Regions from separate parts of the Gossypium arboreum genome. Here region 1 is linked to region 2. The links are chromatin contacts, called in public Hi-C maps. All regions are on one chromosome and are shown on one strand. Each heading gives the region's core, a stretch centred on a gene start, on an enhancer-like site or on the middle of the called end of the contact. The rest is flanking DNA. Distances are from core to core; before and after follow the strand shown. Region 1 holds the start of LOC108486677 (pentatricopeptide repeat-containing protein At1g55890, mitochondrial-like). Region 2 holds the start of LOC108485904 (transcription factor bHLH112-like).

Region 1 (3,455 bases), core at 180-2,679, 300 kb after region 2:
TCTCTAATTTTTTTTGTTGTAAGTTATGCAACCTGAGAATAAAATTTGGCTCATTTATAGCCTCATTTTTCTACGAACTACTGTAGCAAAAGAGTGTCCATGTGGGAGCTTTTTTCTAAAATTTTGCTGACAATGTATCCTGCTTGAAGCATTTTCGACACTATTTGTTCAGAAACGTTTACTCAGAATTATTTTTCTACGAACTACTGTAGTAAAAGAGCGTCCACGTGGAACCTTTTTCCAGAAATTTTGTTGACAGTGCATCCTTTCGACACTATTTGTTCAGAAACGTCTACTCAGAATTATTTTTCTACGAACTACTGTAGCAAAAGAGCGTCCATGTGGGAGCTTTTTCCAGAAATTTTGCTAACAGTGCACTTAAAGCTTTTTTCGACACTATTTGTTCAGAAACGTATAATCAGAATTATTCTTGTAGAAACCCTAAACCTTAAACCCTAAGACAAAAAAATTTATATTGCTTATATGTTTTTCTAATACCCTAAACATAAATTTATTTAAAAAACCTAAACCCTAATTTAATGAATTAACCCTAATACCTTAAACTCTAATTTAATATTTAGTATTTAAAATTAATAGTTAATTTAATGAATTAACCCTAAAATCCTAAATCCTAATTCAATTATTTTTTCTCGAAACCTTGAACTTAGCATAGCGCCAGTATGTATATATGCTGCAATCATGTTATCTTTGAGAATTTTTTTTTCGTGTTATCTTTGAGAATTTTTTTTTTGTGTATGTATATTGAAAATTAATAATTAAAAAAAAACAGAAATGAGCTTGTTACAAAGTAAAAGAAACATCTAAGCCATTGATAAGGGAAAAAACCTAAACACTGAAGTAATCGAATTACCAACTTATTATTTACACGTTAAGAGTTATTTAAGGGTTTTTAATAAAATATTATAAGAAATAAAATATTAAAATAATATGTTTAAACTATTATGTATCAATTAACCCTAAACCCTAAATCAATCCCTAATTTAATCAATTAACCTTAATACCCTAAACTCTAATTTAATATTTAATATTTAAATTAATAGTTGATTTATACCCCAATTCAATTAATTTTTCCTAAAATCCTAAATCCTAAAACCCTAAAAAACCATAACTTAAAAAACCTAACTCTAAATTCTAAAAAACCCTAACCTTAAATTAATTAAATAATAAAAAATCATAACCTTAAAAAACAGGCAAAATACTTTTCTAAGGGAGCGTTTTGTTGACACGTACCCTAAAAACGCACTTATGTAGATGCGTTTTTGTGAAAAATGGCCTAATCCGATAAATAAACCAATAAACGGCTCATTTCCGTAATTAAATTTTTTAAAGGGCCTTTTTAGATAAAATGGCTGCTTGACTAAGTGTTTTTTTTTTATTTTTAAAAAAAACTAAAAGGAAAACCAACAATAAAACCGAAGCTTCTTACGCTAAAACCCTCATTCTACACTCGTACAGCTACACGCGTCCTTAAACCCCTAAAAATGTCATCTCTAACTCGCGTCCTCCGCCGCACCTTCTCCACAACCCCAAACCCACAGCCCGACTCCGTTCGGAAATTCTCGGAGGATCTCTACAAAGAGCGGGACCTCAAGCGTCTCGTTGAAAAATTCAAGAAATCTTGCGAGTACAGCCGCTTCCGCAGACGAAGCGGCATCTATGAAGATATTGTTCGTCGCCTTGCTTCAGCTGGGCGCTTCCAATGGATCGAAGAAGTCCTGGAAGATCAAAAGAAATACCAAGATATTTCCAAAGAAGGCTTTGCTGCTAGATTAATCCATTTGTACGGTAAATCGGGCATGTTTGAGCAAGCTTACAAGGTGTTTGATGAAATGCCGAATAGAGGATTGCTGTCTTTCAATGCTCTTATGGGAGCTTGCGTGAATGCCAAAAAGTTTGATAAGGTTAATGGGTTTTTCAAGGAGCTGCCGGAAAAGTTGTCAGTTGAGCCAGATTTGGTTTCTTATAATACGGTTATAAAGGCTTTCTGTGAGATGGGTTCTTTAGATTCTGCTGGATTGATGCTTGATGAGATGGAGAAGAAGGGTGTGCAGCCGGATGTGATTACTTTTAACACGCTTTTATACGAGTTTTTTAAGAATGGAAGGTTTGATGATGGGGAGAAGATATGGGGTAAAATGGTGGAGAAAAATGTGGAGCCTGATATTAGGAGTTATAATGCTAAGTTGCTTGGATTTTCAACTGAAAAGAAAATGAAAGAGGCAGTTAACTTGGTTGAAGAAATGAGGAGTAAAGGACTTAAGCTTGATGTGTTTACCTTCAATTATATGATTAGAGGATTTGTTAATGAGGGAAAATTGGAAGAAGCTAAAGAGTGGTATAATCAGATAGGGAAAAATGAATGTGCACCAGATAAGCTGACTTTTACGATGTTAGTTCCATTCCTTTGTGAGAAGGGTGATTTGAGTTTTGCCATTGAGCTGTGCAAGGAGATTTTTGGTAGGAAGAAATTGGTTGATGCTGCATTGTTACAGCGAGTGGTGGATGAATTGGTCAAAGCCTCCAACATTGAAGATGCAAAGGAACTCGTGAAGCTTGCTAAGACGAATAATTTCTGTCGTTATAAGATGAAAATGCCTGCAGAGTAGTGCCATGGTTTTACCATAGCTATTTTATCTTTCATTTTAGTTAATCTAGTCTGAACGAGTATCTAAAAGCAAGTGGTTTTTTTTTACCTCTTGCAGCCAACTACTTTCATGTTAGTGGCGGAGGTAATATTGATCTGTTTTCTACTCAGTGGTTTTCTGCAGCTTTAGCTTTTGGTATCGAACCTCAAAGTTACATGATGAATTGAATTTTGGAACTGAAACTTTGATAATCATCTTTGTTTTGCAGTTGGTATTTTATATTAGCTCTGTTTTGGGATCAAAATGAATTGTATGATTTTGGGATGCGCCTGTTCTCTCTACTTGAACTGCAACACTTCAACTGTGAGTGATATTTGGTGGTTCTTCTTCTGTGCCTATGAACTGATGAGTTAAGGAATGATAACTTGTTTACAAATTAAGCTTGGAGGATCATTTTCTTACGAACTTTTGTGAACTTTAATGGAATCTAAGGGGAAACAGTTCAGTCTAAACATTCCGACTGCAAGGAAGCTAGGCAAAAAGTGTGCCTTGTTTACCAACAAAGCTTAAATTGATTGGTTATTAGTTTAAACAAGTTTCAATTTCGTTAAGTGGTAAAGGTTCCTTCAGATAGCATAGAAATGAAAGTGTGTCTACAAACGATGAACAAAGCTATCTTACATCAAAATACAATTAAGCATTCTCTTAGCCCAGTTTGGCAAGAACATCATTCAGACTAGATATGGTCTGAGCGTAAGATTTCTCTGCTTCAGGGGTGCTTTTGATCTTGGCTGCATGGTCAAGCTGTAAGAAAAACCAAAAGGAAAAAATATATCATAAATTCATGAT
Region 2 (3,488 bases), core at 732-3,231:
AGGGTTCTTATATAAAGAAAAGGAATAAAAAGAGGAAGGTAGTGAGGTGAAACATACATTGACTTGATCATGGAGGAACTTGATGTATTCAATGGCTTCGTGGAGAACAGATGCCGTATCCGTCTGATAAAACAAAAGGCGAGGTACAGATTTAACCCAAAGGGCCAAACATAAAAAGTAAGGGCTTCAATTATATACACTTTGAAAAATAAAAAAGAAAATTCCAAAAATTCACCTTTCCGAAAGGTGAAACCAATTGCTGGAGCGCAGTGATTCGGTCCCCTAGCTTCTCTTTCCGGACCTGATCATAAGTACTGCTATCAAGTATTTATCTACTTCTCACTAACTTGCAGAAAAAAGCTCCAACATCCCATCATAGTAAAAAAAGAGAAATGGTCAAATTTATATTCTAGTACCTTAAAAGTTGGTAAAGGCGATGGTGATTCAAGCTTTGGCCTCTTCATCCCTGACGCCGACTTTCCAGCTTCTGTGGAATTAGTCTATAATACCAATCCAATAAAATCTAATAAATAAATGAATCGAATTTGTCAAAGAACTGGATCCGAGGCATGAACGTGTTGGATTTATACCTTTGTTGTCGAGCTGGGGCAATTAGCCTTCTCTTCGAATGTTTGTACAAGAAATTGTGATGCTGGCGAGGGTAAGAAGCCGCTTTTAACATCGTTTATGCCAGTGGCAGAGGCGTTCCAGAAGGGTGTGTTGTTGGAGAAGCGCAAGCTACTAGGTTGCTGCTTTGGCCATGAAGATTTTTCAGACGATATATAGTTGATTGACCGGTTGTTGAAAAGTGATTGTTGTTCTGAAGTTTGAGGATCGGATTGAAACAAACTATGTAACAGTGTTGATGGGTAACCGTACGATGATGAAGCCATTGGGAACCCAGCTGGCAAGCCCTGGCATGTTGGTGTACTATTACCGGAGCTGGTTACTGAATTCAATGAAATATCTTGATCGATAGGCTCGACAACAGGGATGGAAGAATCTTTCCCAGGACTTGAATGGCTCTTTGGGCTCCAGTAGTTATGGATTTGAACTGAACTCATGCCTGTTTCTTGCCGATAGTTCAACCTTGAATCTATATCTTCTTGAAGAATCGAATTATAAAACTCAGTTCTCCCATTACTCCGACTGCAACAATCATGGATATATATATAAATATAAATATAAATATAAAACAGTAAGTATATATTCAGTACTTGTAGAGAATTTTAGTCTAATAATTAAGTGTTCAATTGATTGCTAATATTGACTTCCTTTTCCAAACCTAAGGAACCAAAAAAAGTCTAAAATATTCTTCTTTTTTGAACTTGTGGTTGAAGCTTTGGGTTATAAGGTCGTCCTTGTATATGAACTTTGAAACTTCAACCATAAAAATTCATACTCAATCATACTAAAGAAAATGAATACTAAAACCAGTTATTAGTATAACACATAATCAAACTTACAGCAAAGACAAGTTCCAGTCCGAAGTTGTCGAAGATGGAAGGCCAAAACCCATCATTTGTAAAGTGGAATCAATCAAAAGACTGCTGCTAGTGCCACCACTATCTGAATCAGTTTGATGATGAAGATGACCTTGGAAAACTGTGGAGCTAACACCAGAAACTGGGTTTTTAGTCGACTCTTCATAATACCTTGTTCTTGCCCTAATATCCACCATATCAGTGTCATAACCAAAGTTTCCCATGTCGACAACCCCCGTAGAAGGCGGCAGAGAACACCCTGTTAACATGGGTTTCGTCGAATTCCACCACGTCCCTCTACAAATCCCAGCATGAAATTCTTCTGCCATACCCACAAACCTTTTTTTAAGATCTTTCTTTGTTTCTCGTGTTAGAAGATGAGAGCTCTCTCCTTCGGAGTTAAAACAAGTCAATTTATATATGAAAGGGTTCCATGCGGATTTCTGCTAAATGAATTGTCAATTTTTGGTTGACATTTCAAAGGATGATTGGACAAATGAGTGAAAGCATTTTTTTTTGAGTATTTTTATTAATTAATTTAAATATATATAACTTTGTTCTCTATTTGTACTTTCCTTGGAACAAGTTGTAATTGTTTTGTTTTATTTGCTTTCAAAATATTTTTTTTTGCTGAGTTTTGGTTGTATTGATAAAGGTGAAATATTAAGCTGTAAATTACAATAACGTTAGTGGGTATTCCTTAATTAAAACTTTACAATTTCATTACTCACTGTAACATTTCAAATTTTTTTAATACTCTTTTATAATTTTTTTTACGAAATAGTTTTGGATATCAAAATCTATAAATTAAATTTCGGATAGTTTATATTAATCATTAAATCAATTTAAGTTTAATCTATATTTTTCTACTTATTGCTAAATACTATCATCAAATTGTAATTTAGAACTCATTATCAGAACTTAAAAGAAATACATAACAGTTTAATAATTTAAATAAAAACTTTTGAATAATTCAATGAACAAATTGTAATATTTTATTTAAATAATCAAAATAAAAATTTACCTATAGTAAGATGGTAAGTAAGTGGAATGTAGAGCGGATATGAAAAATTGAGAAAAGAAATATGCGTGTGGACGGTGTTAAAAGTTCTTTTAGGTTAAATTATTATATTTTTAATGATTAATTTTTACGGTAATGATTCAAAAGCTATATAATCTTTATAATTATACTTGAACTTAAGAAAAGAAATTCGTTTTTCCTTATGAATAAAGGGACGTTGGCCCTATGATGACCAAGGTGATGCTAGATCCGAATGCCACGTCAGTGTCTTGGCCCAAATATTTGTTTAATCAGACGGTTGATATACAACCGGTTGAATATAACAGTGAAAAAGAAATTCTTAGGATAATTTGAAATAAATTTATGGACCATTGTAACTTGACGGTCCCAAACATATGCATGATTGTTTTAGGGAAATGAGGATAATTTTGTGGCAGTTGCGGTGGCGCGTGGCTTTCACTTTCATGCAAGTGGAAAATAGTACTTTCAATATTGAATTTAATTTGATCTATACACTTATTTTATACACTTATTTTAGAACCCCTTTTATGGGCATTTATGATGTATTTAGTTTTTTTTTTGTCTCACACTACAGTATCTAATTTTACCATCACCTCTATTTTTACACTAACTATAGATAAACACACCACACATTCAAAAATACTCTTAATATCTAAGATTTAATTGTTTTAGGCTCCGTTTGTTTCACTGAAAATAACTTCTAGAAAATGATTTCTAGAAAATGATTTATTTTTCTGAAAAAGCTAATATTTTTTTTGTATTTAGATGAATCATGTAAAATATTTTCATTGTTTGGTAGATTTTTTAAAAATATTTTATAAAAGTTGTTTTCAATTAAACAAATATACATTTGAGATTTTCTTATTTTTATTGTTTAATTGAATTTATTTTTATCTATCATTTTATATTTTATATTGTTTTTTCATATATTAAAAATATTATGTTAAATTCAGATTTATTAC

Evidence for each region. A called contact is a pair of places that touch in the nucleus more often than the background predicts.
Region 1: a contact with region 2 is called in a Hi-C map of leaf, with 4 times the contacts expected there. The contact joins the promoter of LOC108486677 here to the promoter of LOC108485904 in region 2. A contact is called at or near these places in 2 of 5 Hi-C or Micro-C datasets (both in leaf).

What each region holds. Positions count from the first base shown.
Region 1 is chr6:56,475,603-56,479,057 of ASM2569848v2, forward strand. It overlaps LOC108486677 (pentatricopeptide repeat-containing protein At1g55890, mitochondrial-like), which reads left to right and starts at 1,430. Exons shown (of 2, transcript XM_017790852.2): 1 at 1,430-2,969. The coding sequence starts at 1,503. The coding sequence ends at 2,627. LOC108486678 (oxygen-evolving enhancer protein 3, chloroplastic-like) reads right to left here. Exons shown (of 3, transcript XM_017790853.2): 3 at 3,209-3,410. The coding sequence ends at 3,312.
Region 2 is chr6:56,171,766-56,175,253 of ASM2569848v2, forward strand. LOC108485904 (transcription factor bHLH112-like) reads right to left here and starts at 1,982. Exons shown (of 7, transcript XM_017789748.2): 1 at 1,467-1,982; 2 at 591-1,149; 3 at 417-500; 4 at 236-301; 5 at 58-123. The coding sequence starts at 1,813.